2 separate regions of the Rattus norvegicus genome follow, and region 2 is linked to region 1. Evidence: chromatin contacts called from public Hi-C data. All regions are on one chromosome and are shown on one strand. The core of a region is the stretch at or near the end of the contact, and the rest is flanking DNA. Distances in the headings are between cores, read along the strand shown. Region 1 overlaps LOC102555203 (a long non-coding RNA gene). Region 2 holds the start of Vof16 (ischemia related factor vof-16).

Evidence for each region. A called contact is a pair of places that touch in the nucleus more often than the background predicts.
Region 2: a Hi-C map of Schwann cells shows a contact between it and region 1, with 11 times the contacts expected there. The contact joins the promoter of Vof16 here to the enhancer-like site in region 1. A contact is called at or near these places in 5 of 12 Hi-C or Micro-C datasets (the A7r5 cell line, the Rat2 cell line, Schwann cells and 2 more) and 1 of 1 datasets of contacts at active chromatin or transcription factors (oligodendrocytes).

Annotation. Positions count from the first base shown.
Region 1 is chr8:50,497,699-50,503,991 of GRCr8, forward strand. LOC102555203 (a long non-coding RNA gene) reads left to right here. Exons shown (of 4, transcript XR_005488105.2): 2 at 514-1,935; 3 at 4,534-4,672; 4 at 5,563-5,869. Among named protein-coding and RNA genes, the nearest start is that of Ubash3b, 72 kb to the left of the region's middle. Within about 2 kb of position 3,238, at least 55 of the 93 cell types and tissues checked have an H3K27ac peak or open chromatin away from gene starts, as enhancers often do. A contact at or near this core is called in Schwann cells and prefrontal cortex, where this site is marked.
Region 2 is chr8:50,848,095-50,854,646 of GRCr8, forward strand. Vof16 (ischemia related factor vof-16) reads left to right here and starts at 2,038. Exons shown (of 1, transcript NR_037614.2): 1 at 2,038-4,144. The region is part of intron 3 of Lnc215 (long non-coding RNA 215); the gene reads left to right. Mir125b1 (microRNA 125b-1) reads left to right here and starts at 1,942; the gene lies at 1,942-2,028. It also overlaps a transcript of Mir100hgl not described here.

The sequences.
Region 1 (6,293 bases), core at 1,988-4,487:
TTAAAACAAAATCCTTTCATGTGATTCTGATAGTTGTAGGGGTCTAGGTCTTTGCAGGCTTAATGCTTTGTCTTGGTGGTCATAATGCACAATTGTCACATGTGATTTCTTTTTGGTCCCTGACTCCACTGACTCCAGCAACAGCACATTGCTAAATGGGGGCAGCCCTTCCCCTACCCAGGTGCTGTTTCAGACCCAGACAGGTCCCACCCTGCTGAGCTGGGTGTAAGCATTTATCTGTATATCTCACCGTAGCCTATGAGCTCTCCAGCCAGGCCAGGGATTTCCCAGTTGTGGTTCTTGCATTTGCTGGGCAAGACTGCGCACTGTGTTGGTGAGAGGGCTCAGCAGGTAAAGATTACCCACCGTGACTGCCGGGGTGAGTGACAGTTCAGATTCCACTGAAAGACGGTACACAGGGCCGCCATTGCAGTAGCGATATTTGATACATGTGGAGGCTGTGCTGGCTAGGTTTTTTATTCTATTCTATTATTTTATTTTTTTATACTATAGCAAACAGCAAGAGTCACCTTTATACACAGAGCTTCAAGATGTCTTCTAGAGCTGGAGAGCACCTCAAGACACCTCAAGTACATTGCCCAAGCCAATGAAGCGGCACAGCCAGAATCCAAAGTCACCTTTATCTGTTTTCCCAATCACCGTTCTTCCGAATATCCACATGAACAGTATTAGTTCAAAGATAAAAGGGCGAGTCTGGGAGCCATAGAATGCGCAGGTTCTCCTGTGCAACCTCCAGGTATCGCCAGGAACTTCCTAGTTCCTCCTTCTTGAGGGGTTTACTCTTCCCTGATTCAGCCAGGGTTTATCGAGTGCAGAGTTAGGCACTGGGCTGGGTGAGGGTCCTCGGCTGCTCACTTTCTAATGGGAAAAGGGAATTGTATCTAATGTATCTTTCTAATGTATCAGGAAGCAGACAGGTCTCTCCTGCTGTGTTTAATTCCCATAAAGCAGGCAGGTAACTCACTACCTGCCTGGATGCAGATTTTTGCACTCTTTGCAGCAGGACGACACCTATTTTCCCCACACCAAGCACCCCCAGCTGTAGATTAGCTGTGCAGGAAGACCCTGGGGTGTGCAGATATAAATACACTGATGCTTGATCATGGCTTAAGTTATTGTCCATCTCAGCCACCAGTGAACCCCCTGCACCATATATCAAGGGGGTATACATTTCTTCATTCATGATAAATTACCCAGAAAGGCTAGATTCCAGCAGGTTCAGCCACAATTTATTATCGGAGGCTGAAGAACAAACAGACTGTCATTTCCCAGCTGCCCAGGACACATGTTTGAATGGAGATTGGGACTCCCCGGGCTCCGCTGATCCTCCCTAGATTTCAGAACCAGACCTTCTGAGCATCTTCCTTGGACTTCCTCTCAGCAGTGAGGACATCCAAAATGAGTCGTGATTCAGCAAGATGAAGTTCACACAGACTTGGTTTGACATCTCCACGCTTCTGTCGGGGCATCTCATTTCCTGAAATGTTGATATTCGTCTCCACTCGAAACTGCAGTCCAGGCAGCTGCCCTTCTTGTGGTTTTGCCTCCCGTTTTGAGGCACTGTGCCTGACTGTTCGTTCACTTGATCATTGACTTGGCTTTGACTCTGGATGATATTTGACCAACACATTCTGTACACCAGTCCATCTGGGGATCACTAACGGGCAGAAACCTGGTTTTGATTTTCATCTTGTTTTGTGAGCCACTCTAGTTTATGCGTGAGCTTCTTATCCCCAAATCATGCTTTAGTTCAGCCATCGTTGATGACCCTGGTTTATATAGCCAACAGTTTGGAAGACCCCCTCTCCTGGTCTCAGTTGTCCTCCAGCCTACTATCTCTGGACCATGCAACATCCAGTGACAGATAATCCAGCCAGTGTGGGCTGCCCCTTGTGTCAACACAATCACTTCTAGGTAATTATTTCACGTCCAAATGAGCATCTTTTTTTTTCTCCCCATCTTAAATCACTCTACCTGCCTCATTAACTCCTATTCAGTCCCAAATACCCAACCAAACCCTCTCTGTATTTAGAGTCTCTGATTGCATTTTTCCCCCCAGACGGGAGTGAAGACTCTTACTGGAGACAAATATGGAACCCCTTACTACCCTCGATGGCAGTTGTTTTCCTGTGCCCACCCCACTAGTCTGCAGCGTTCTGAGCTCAGTAATTATAATTTGCATGTGAGGTGCACCCCTCGTCAAGGATCATATGTTAAGGACTCTGTCCTCGACTCGACAGTGAACAGTCCAGCGTTGGGAAGATGGTCGGTTCAGGAGGGCTCGGAGCTAATCTGTAGATCGGCTCATCCACGAGCTTGTAATTTGAAGGGAGTTGGTAGAGATTAATAAGTAAGGCTTTGCTGGAGGAAGCAGGCTCTGGGGACATCCATTAGGAGGATGTATTTTGTCCCTATTGAGTTCCTTCCCATTTCTACCTCCCGTCTGCCCCAAGGAAGGCCACTTTGCACTTGGCCCTGATATTCTGTCTCATCACATATCAGACTGGAAGCAACAGATACCAGTGAGAGTGGACAGAAAGATGCAAATCAGTGGGCCAAAATAAATCCTTCTTCTCTTACGTCATTTTCGCAGGCATTTGTCACAGTGCTGTAGACGTGCCTCACACCCCAGACCCCTTAACTCACAACTGTGTATGTCCCTATAACAGTGCTATATCACGTTGCTGCTTAAGCCAAACGCGTACAGCAGTATGGACGTCCTTGATGCTATATGTTTTGAAGACAGAATTAATTCTGTTAGGAGGGATGATCTGGGAAAGTGTCCCCAAATGGCAAGCTCTCATCTGACATCATCGCGAAGATTTTTATCAGGCAGAGAGATGAAGAGGTCATTTCTAACAGAGGAATTAACAGAAGCCACTTGGGGACCAGGGCGGGGTCTGGAGTGGATTAAGGGCTGAGGAAGTTGTACTAAACAAATGATAGGCCATGGTGCTCAGATTGTGGACTTGAGACTTGCCCCTGGCCACATATTCTGGATTGCTTAGATTCGGCAACTATGGAGTCCATCATGGTCGTCGTCGTTTTTTAGATTCGCAAGAGAAAGCCTGTCACATTGTAGACTGTCTTCCTCGAGGACAGAATTCTGAGACATGGCAGGAGATTTTTTTCGTCTCCGGGCTCTGCCACTGGAGGTCACTGTTGTACCATCGAAATGAGTGCGGAGCCCCGCCTGATGCCCTTTTGAAGTTGGCTTCCACCAGAAGAGAATACAATACCCTCTGGGTAGCTAGGAAGTCCCGAGGTGCAGGCTTCTCCCTGGCTTCGTGGAAAAGTGGCCTGGTGACCTGCAAAAAATGACTTCGGAAGAGCGACGTCCGTCTGGAGAGGGGCTGCGGGTGGGAGAGCGGCGCTGGGAGGGAGACGTCTGTATCCCATTAGCCTGCGTCTGGCGGGGAGGGGCTGGAGGCCCTGGCGGGTCAAGGCAACTGCTCCCCTGCTGCTTTCTGGCGGGAATCTGGTAGTGATTAGAGAAGGTTATTGTCTTGGGAGTCCAGAGTGATCGCTGGTAAAACAGCTTTGAGCGTTTCTGACCCCATCTTAGAAGGACGTCTGGAGATTGGAAGAGGCCTCTCCCACGCCTCTCCTGCTGGGCTCTGATTTTTAGAGCCACTAAGCAAAGAAAGACAAGGGAAACTGAGGCCTATTCGTTAAGCCTATCCACTCCTCAGGGCTTGCAGCCTACGCTCCAGGAGGAGCAGAGAAAAGAGCACATCCCTAGAGAGAAAACTCGTAAGCTCCATGCCTCTATGTTTCTCAGCCCCTCTTCCTGTGGAGTGAATATCATTTGGTCCGTTTGTTATGAGAAGAAACAGAGGTTTGGAACTGACATTCGAACCCTAGTCTTTTGAAATATGAAGAGAATGGACGGTAAAATGACTACTTGTGATTAGTGGCTAAGAATTCTGCCCTTGAAAACTTGGAGAAAGAGCCCTCCCTGTGCAGTCTCAACCCCACCTCAAAGCAAGCTGAGGCCAGGGTACCTTCGGTGGCACTTTTCCCCTCTTCTCTCCTTCGTCTTCTCCCCATCTCTTCTCCCGGGTTTTACTGTGTAACTCAGGTTGACCCCAACTCTTCTCTCCCCACGTGCTGGGATCTGAGGGTTGGGCTACCCCTAGATCAGAGTGACTTTCTAATAAGTCATAATCTGTTTATAGCCATTCATAAAAGCAAAGTGCTTCTGTGCACATTAGCTAATTTGGCTTCTTTCTTTTTTCTTTCTTTCTTTCTTTCTTTCTTTCTTTCTTTCTTTCTTTCTTTCTTTCTTTCTTTCTTAAAGGCTTATTTATTTAAATCAGTACACTGTAGCTCTCTTCAGACACACCAGAATTGGGCATCAGATCTCATTACAGATGGTTGTAAGCTACCATGTGGTTGCTGGGATTTGAACTCAGGACCTTTGGAAGAACCATCAGTGCTCTTAACCACTGAGCCATCTCTCCAACCCCTAACTTGGCTCTTACAGTAGCCATCTTATCCCTATCACTGTAGACAAAGAATCGGAAACGCTGGGGAATTTATTTGCCAGAGGTGCGACAGTCAACGATGAAATTCAACCTCGGATCTTTTTGCTCTAAACACGGAGTGCCCATTGCCCATCACTTATTGCTTGATGCCAGTGAGTCTCCAGGTAAATCTTGGGTGATAGAGTGATGCTGTTGTATAATCTAGTTAGCAATATACTGTACCTACATTTAGGGAGCATTTTATCTCTGGAAATGATGCTCCAACCCAGGAAGATTACACTGGAGACCCTGCCTCAATGGGATGGAAGACTTCTGAAAGTGTCCTCTGACTTCCACATGAGCACTGTGGTACATGAACACACACACACACACACACACACACACACACACACACACACACACACACCTCATGCATGCATGCAAGAATTCACATGCATGCACTATACACACACACACACACACACACACAAGCATGCTTGCACTCACATTTATTGTGTGTGTATGAGTGCCCACATGCCATGACTTTTGTGTGAGGGTCAGAGGGCAGCTTGCAACAGTCGGTTCTCTCCTTCTCCCCTGTGGCCCCTGGGTCACCATCCGACTTAGCAACAAGTGCTTTTACCTGCTGAGCCACGTAGCTAGACTCATAAAAAATTCCTAAAACTTTTTGAAAGAATGAATATCACAATTTTATTTATTTATTCATTTAATTTTGCTGGACTTTACACAGCTCTGGGGTCAATAGTAAGTAGATCATCGTCCTATACCAGAGGTACCAACCAGACTTAGAAAATAAGAACCCAGAACTCCTAGAATTTGATTTCTTAGGAGTTATTGAGACATGTATGCTAAAAAGTCATCTGTTTATCTGAAATGTAGGTTTATCTGACCGTTGTGTGCTTAAATCTGTCAATGGTAGCCTCTATCCAAAGAGAGAAAGCCAAGCCTCATGTTTTTTTTTTCCAAGCATGCTTGAGTTTTGGACATGACAATACTTTTAAAAGACAATTCGAAAAGCAAACGATCGTACCAATGATCACATTCTTCATTACAGTTTTGCCAGAAATCCTTTGAACTGTGCTAGCTTCATGGAATCCCCTCATGGAATCCTAAGGAACAAGACACCGGCGAGGCAGTTTGAAAACACAAAGGGCTTCAGGACAATTGTGAAGGAAAGCGGAACAGATCATTGTACCAACTACCCCAGGGGAAAGCACACCGTGCAAAGAAATCCCTGAGGAGGGCCGAGTGGAATACCATCCCTAGGCACACCTTTAATCAAACTTCAAAGGAAAGACAGCCCATTCCCTTTGGAAGCCATTATATAATGAAGTCAGCCCTGCTTTCAACTCCTAAACTAATTACTGCATTTATTCTTCTTACTTAATCTATTCCCAGGTATTTGGACAGAATGCTGCTCCTTATTACTTTGCTAAGACAAACAGAAACCATAAGTGGCGTTGATTTGTCCCAACTAGGTGTGCGCATGTGAATTTTAGAACTAGCATTCAGTATTTGCAAGTAGAGGAATCACCCTGTTTCTTAAATAAGACCCATTACTACACGTAGAGAAGGTTTTAAAAAACTAGAGTACATCTGAGTAGATCCAGGTCTCATAAAGAAAGAAATTATTCTGCAAAGACAAGACACATGACTCTTAAGATAAGGTCTTACTCCATGGCTCAGGGGCTAGCCTGGGACTCACTGTGTAGCCTTGACTGGTCTTGACCACGCAGCAGTCACTTGCCTCAGCTTTCTCTAAGTGCCACAATTACAGGTCCGACT
Region 2 (6,552 bases), core at 788-3,287, 350 kb after region 1:
CCACTTCATGCTGCTATGTCGAAAGGGCTATTATTATTAATAATATGAGAGAGAGAGAGAGAGAGAGAGAGAGAGAGAGAGAGAGAGAGAGAGGCTGACTAGGTATGGTGATGACGATCTAGCTTTTTGGAGAGAAAAAGGGAGAGAAAAAAGGAGAGACCATGAGCTGAACCAAGGACTGTACATGAGCTGAACCTACAGAGGTGAGGAAAAAAAAGTTGTGTGTGTGTGTGTGTGTGTGTGTGTGTGTGTGTGTGTGTGTGTGTGTGTGTCGGGGAGGTGTTCTAAACAGACCATGTAGAGAAGGAAAAGGCACGGTTTAGCAGGCTGGCTGGCGTGATTGTAGTTCTTCGGGGGCGGGGGGGGGGTGGCTGGAGCTCTTAACTGTTCCTAGTTGTATATGAAAGTCTATTAAAAATAGTTAGCTATTTCCTTTTCTTTTTATTTATTATTATTTTTATTATTATTTGTATTCTGAGTCTAAGGGCCCCCTCCAGTGTCTCCCTTACAGCCGGTGCTTTGTTATTCTGTGTGCCCAGCCAGCCATCTACTTTGCTCAGGCCTGGGATAAAAGAAAGAAAGGAGGGGTGAGGGGAAAGAAAAATTTTTTAAAGAGGCATCTTCCCATAGGCTTCCCCTCCCTTTCGGTTCTTTTTTTTTTTTTTTTTTTTTTTTTTGGAATCTGCACAGGAAAGCACGGCTTCCAGGCAGAGGAGGTTGGAGAAAGCGACTCTATCAGGTACAGCACTAGTCGCTGTCTGTGAAGATGGAGGGGGATTATGCCTCGGATTCCTCTGAAATATTGGCCAAAGGCTTCAAAGGATCCGCAGCGGGAGGCGAGGGTGGGGGAGCATCTCCCCAGCTCGCACCCACCCCTTCCCACTTTGCGTCTACCAAATGACAGGCTGGTGCTCGCTCTGGGTGATTTTGGCCTTGGCCTCAGCCAAGCAGCTGATGCAGAGGAGGGCCAGGTTTGCAAGACTGACAGAACTCTGAATGCTAGAGAAAGAAGAAGAAAAAGAAAAAGATTTTTTTCTTTTTAAATCGAGCTGTCCTTGGGAAATTTTCTTGTTCTCTCTCGATTTTTTAATTTATTTTAAATTTTTTAACCGACTATTTCCCAAATTCGATCGGCCCCAGCCCCTCCCTCCTCTCCCACCCAACTGCCTTCCCCCCAACCCCCAACCCCGGTCAAAGCATAAACCACAGAGTTACGGTCTTCTCTGGATTTTGGAGTATCGCTTCCTGCCCCCGCCTTCCCTCCCCGCCCCATTCTCTGTCCTATTGAACACCTCGCCCAGCCTAGAGCACTGTGAGCTCACATTCTCCCCCGGCTCCGGATGGCGCTCCTGGAAGCTCTGCAGCCAGTCTCTACTTCAAATGGGTGAGTTCAAAAACCTTTCTAACCTCGGAATCCAGCGCTTCCCCCAAACCCCATCTCTTAGGATTGTTGCATGTGGCACGCTTGCCCTGGGGGAAGGTAGATGCATATTTTCCTCTCCTCAGTCAAGCGTGCTAGTTACAAATGAAAGGTTTGAAGAGACGTTTAATTCCAATTGCAGATTGCTTCCTTTCTTTTCCGAACAGAACTGGATAGTTCTGAGCCTATTCATATTATTTTCCAATTTGGTGAGTGATTTTACCCAAAGCTGCAAAGTTTTCTTTGATACAACAGGCATTTACATGTTCAGGTATGTGTGTGTGTGTGTGTGTGTGTGTGTGTGTGTGTGTGTGTGTGTGTTGCGTATACAGGGCTGTATGGAGACAGAAATGGATCTAAATTTTGTGAAGGGAAGAGGCATGGAGAGCGAGGAGGTAGCCACACTGGACCACCTGTTTGCTGCATTTTACTCCTGTGTCCGCAACCGAGATCGCCTGTCATTTTTATTTATTTATTTATTTTGCTTTGTTTTGTTTCAAGAAAGAAAGGAAGAATTGTGTTGCGCTCCCCTCAGTCCCTGAGACCCTAACTTGTGATGTTTACCGTTTAAATCCACGGGTTAGGCTCTTGGGAGCTGCGAGTCGTGCCTTTGCATCGCTGAAGGAACTTTTTGTCTTTTAAGGAAGGAAGGAAGGAAGGAAGGAAGGAAGGAAGAAAGAAAGAAAGAAAGAAAGAAAGAAAGAAAGAAAGAAAGAAAGGAAGGAAGGAAGAAAGAAAAGTTTGTCCGAGTGATGGGAATACACCTCTGAGGCTTCCATTGTTAGGTGGGATCAGGTGACCAGAGTGTGGCAGCTCCTGGATTCTGTGAAAGTAGGCACAGGATGTTAGCATCCCATGTTCACTGCTATGGATGCCTGTGTATATGGCTAATACGGAGGCTGCTGGATCTATTCCTTGAGAGCAACACACAGTACTATCGGAGCGTAATACCAACAGCTCAGTGCCTGGTGCTTGGCCTCAGAACATCTCAGCTGAAGTCCCAGCATGCCCCATGCCTCCAACTTTTAAGCTCAACAGTTAATCTCAAAATTGTGCCCAATTAAAATGGGCAGGAGAATGTATTTCCCTCTGCATTGTCTACACGTGTGTTCTATGTGACTAGGTTTTCCTGACGTAGTTCCTCGAACACCACTAGTCTGGACTAAATGGAGAGGTTAAATATTCAACTCTTAATATTCAATACAAAAGGAGGGAATCAAGAGATCAGGAAAGATAAAATATGTGTTACTTTGCAAGATTTTGTGAGAACAAAAAAAAAATGGAAGGAAGAGTTCTCCCTCCTTGGTTTGGTACCTCTTTAAAAATGTTATACACAATGGGTTTTTAAATGAAGGAGATAGATATATATTTTCTAAATATTATGGAATGAAAGAAGCAACTGGGCACATTTGGTATTAGCGCATTCTTGGGGCGGAGAGGGGGGGGTCAATCAATGTCCATGACTTTGCTTTAGAAATTAGAAAGATTGCTATCAGGATTTTAATTCACCCCGACAAAGTTATTGGTCATAGCAAACCAAATTTCAAAATGATCCTCTCTCAGGGCAATTGTTAGCATTTTCCCCACTTTGTAGTTTTCTGAGATTGTAACTTTTCACGGCAGGGTAGCTGCAGTGTCTCAGGTCTGCCTCACATAGGAGAGAAGGACTGGGAGGCTTACCTTTCCTTTGTTGTAGAAAACTCCGGGCGCACGGTTCCCTTTAAACAGTTTCACTCTTCTCAGCCCAACCTTTCTCTCCATTTTTGGAAAATACCTAAATCAACCCAGACACCCAACACCTTCATCTCTGAAAGATTTTGGAATGGCTTGTAGTCTCATTGTGACACGGAGTGAAAGGTGAAGGAAACGGTTGCCTATTTTTTAAGCATTCCTTGCAATTTTACTCATTTTACTCCAAACTGCAGTCAAGGAAGCATTTTTTTTTTTTTTGCACCAGCACGCTGAGCTGAGAAGTGTACAACAACTGTACTATGTCTTTTGTTGAAGCCTCCCGTGCGGCTGTAATTTAACTGTTACTTGGCACCACTTGGTAGAAGACGCTTCAAAGCGTACAGTTCTGTAAGAGGTTGCCCGCGAGTTTATATAAAGTAATTAATGATTCCCCACCCCAGCCCAGCCAATGTGTATGTATGGCTATGTGGAAATGATGGCGGTACATCAGCTTAACTTATGGGTAATATATATTTACATCATGCATTTGATAGAATGGCAGACATTCGGTGCTTTTGAAGGCAAGATATGTACACAGCCTAATAGAAGAAACGTGGGCAGGATCAATAAAGCTAGGATAGCTGTAATTTCTCTGTGATTTCGAATGATCGGGCAACGCCATACAAATGCTTCTGTTTGTACTCTGAGTCCCTATGCTTTCGAGTGGATTCCTCCTGTTTCTCGGATGTAAAACCGGGCGCCCAGGCATTCAGAGTGCCTGTGACACCCAGGTTTTTATATATTAGCAGGCAACTTCTTCATCACAAGGGCAGGTTTCTCAACACTCCCCTCTTCCTCGTGGAGCCCATCAGCGAAGTTCAGTGAAATGAATAACATAATTGGTGGTTGGTTCAATCACTACCAGTCTAGACTAGCCCAGACGCATCAATTAGAGGGGACTGTCTTTTAGAGGGAGAGTGTAACCGAAACAAGCAGGGTATTATTGATACTGATCTTTAAAAGCGAAAATCCAGCCTGGCAGATAAAAAAAAATTAAGACTGGGAGCTGCAGTGGGGGTGCACCGGGGGAAGAAAAGCGACCAAGGGAACTGGAGCTCAGGGCGCAGAAGGACAGGAAGCTGGAGAGAAAGGGAGGGATAATGAGTGGAACGCTGTCCTGTGCCTCCTTGGAGCAAGTTACAATTCAGTTCACAGGGTGCAGAGGCTCACCATATTTTTACCTAGCTGAAACACACACACACACACACACACACACACACACACACACACACACCTCCTTTAAAAAGTCCTTTTTTTTTGTCTGTTCAAAGCCAATGCAGTTGAAATTTAGCAGCTTAAGAAAGCCCACTGATAAGAGGAACCAGCCGAAACCTGTTCTGTGATATCTTTTCCCCTCAAAGAAAAACAGAAAAATACAGAAAACGCTTAATTTTCAAATCTCTAACTCTTTCTTTCTCTCTTTCTTTCTTTCTTTCTTTCTTTCTTTCTTTCTTTCTTTTGAGGAGGCATGCTAGGGTAACAGTAGCTCATTTTAAAATCTGGCACCTGGAATTAAATTTAGGGACAAAACACCTTTATGCAAAAAAAAGTTTATGTTTTTCCATGGAACACAGTAAAATCAAAATTAAAAGAATATAACAAAGGCTTTGGTGATTTGGTAGGATTTTTTTTTTCCTGGAGGGGAAAACAGATGACTTGGAAAGTGTTAGGAACATATCAAGCCCCAGGGAAAGAAAAACGTTTGATTGGTATTAATTAAAACACTGCTAATATATTCTAATAAAATCAGATTTAACATTCTAAACTAATCCGCCTAGCATGTCAAAGGCAAAGGAAAGTATTATCTTTCTTATTTGCATCTGGGCAACTCGAATGCATTTGCTCATCCGGCAGAATTAATTTCTATCAGCCGTCTATTTAATCTCCTCACAGATTTAGGCAAACTTATTCTTCCAGACTAAAAAGGCCCAGGGTGGGGAAACCATGGAAGGTATTTGGAAGAGCAGTGACTGTATTTAGGGCCCGTTTTCTGGCTGACCATAGCCTTTTCTCTTCATTCACTAGAGTGGGATGTAGAGAACAGCAGAGGTTGCAGAATGATAAATGGCTCACGGAGTCTTTTATTTTTCCTCCCTTCTTTCCTTATATTATACCTGCTGGCTTATTTTTAAAAATCCAGTTGCCAAATTATGACCATGGCGTTTATTTAGTGCTGTCAACCTGTTCATGAACATCTAATTTTTGTTTTCTAATTTCAGAACCTATGTCATCACAGATTCCTAATGGAAGGTAGATAGATAGATAGATGATAGATAGATAGATAGATAGATAGATAGATAGATAGATAGATAGAGGTCCTTATACCAGAAACCCATCCTTTTTTTCTCAGCTATTTTCTCTTAAGCTTCTGTCCCAAGGGCCAGTGAGGAAATGTAAAATTTCATTCACCAAGTGCTGAGTCCTTTGTTCTATTTTTAAGTCAAATATTTCTTTGGGAGAATTCCCTATTTTCATGGAGCATGGAGTTTCAGCTCTGTATTGCTAAGCTCTCCCAACTGATAACATCGTCCTCAGATGGTATTAGGGCCAAAATGTTTTGCCTGTTATCAGTCTCCTGAACCTGATAACCCATGCAAATATGAACCTAACACACACACACACACACACACACACACACACACACACACACACACACACACACACAAAGATGAATGGGCCGGAAATGCTGAGCCTGTTTGGGTGTGTTTGCACAAGGAGGGGGTCTGCAGGCTGAGGAGAGGTAGACTGCCTGCAGTCTGCACCCCGGAGGAGGTGGCTGCAGAGCTCTTCCTCCATTGCCTTTTCAAGTCTTCAAGGTAAAAGAGCAACCTCACTTTGGTTTCACTTGTATTGTTCTATAATCCAGGCAATAAATGCTAATTAGCAATGCTCAAGGATCCGACCATTCAGAGTAATTATCATAATTTACTTCTTCCTCGTTAAAGACATTCCTTGCTGATTTAAAAAAAAAAAAATCAAGTCATCCCGTCCCCCATTGCATGACCGTGAGTATTCACTGGAGAGATGTCCAAGGTGCACTCCGAGCCTCACGGCTGCATCTGAAGTCACCGACATGTGCCTTGGCTTATTCCAAGAGGAACTGCGACTTAATTTCTAAAGGGGAATTCATGTAAATGCATCGAATTCCGCACACATGTGCCAGGAATGTATGATTTTATTTTACAAACCCCAAGGCTCCTCCTTCCGGGCCCCCCCCCCTTTTTTTTTCTTTCTAAAACCACTTATGAGCAGAACAAAGGAAAGTACTAACTGTGGAGGCAGCATTAAATGTGAGCAGTCACCGCACCGTAAAGTGCGCGCCACGACGGCATATTTCACCGTACAAAAGTGCGGGTAATTCAATAATGCAGCAGCAACGCGGACTAATTAGCAGAAAGATC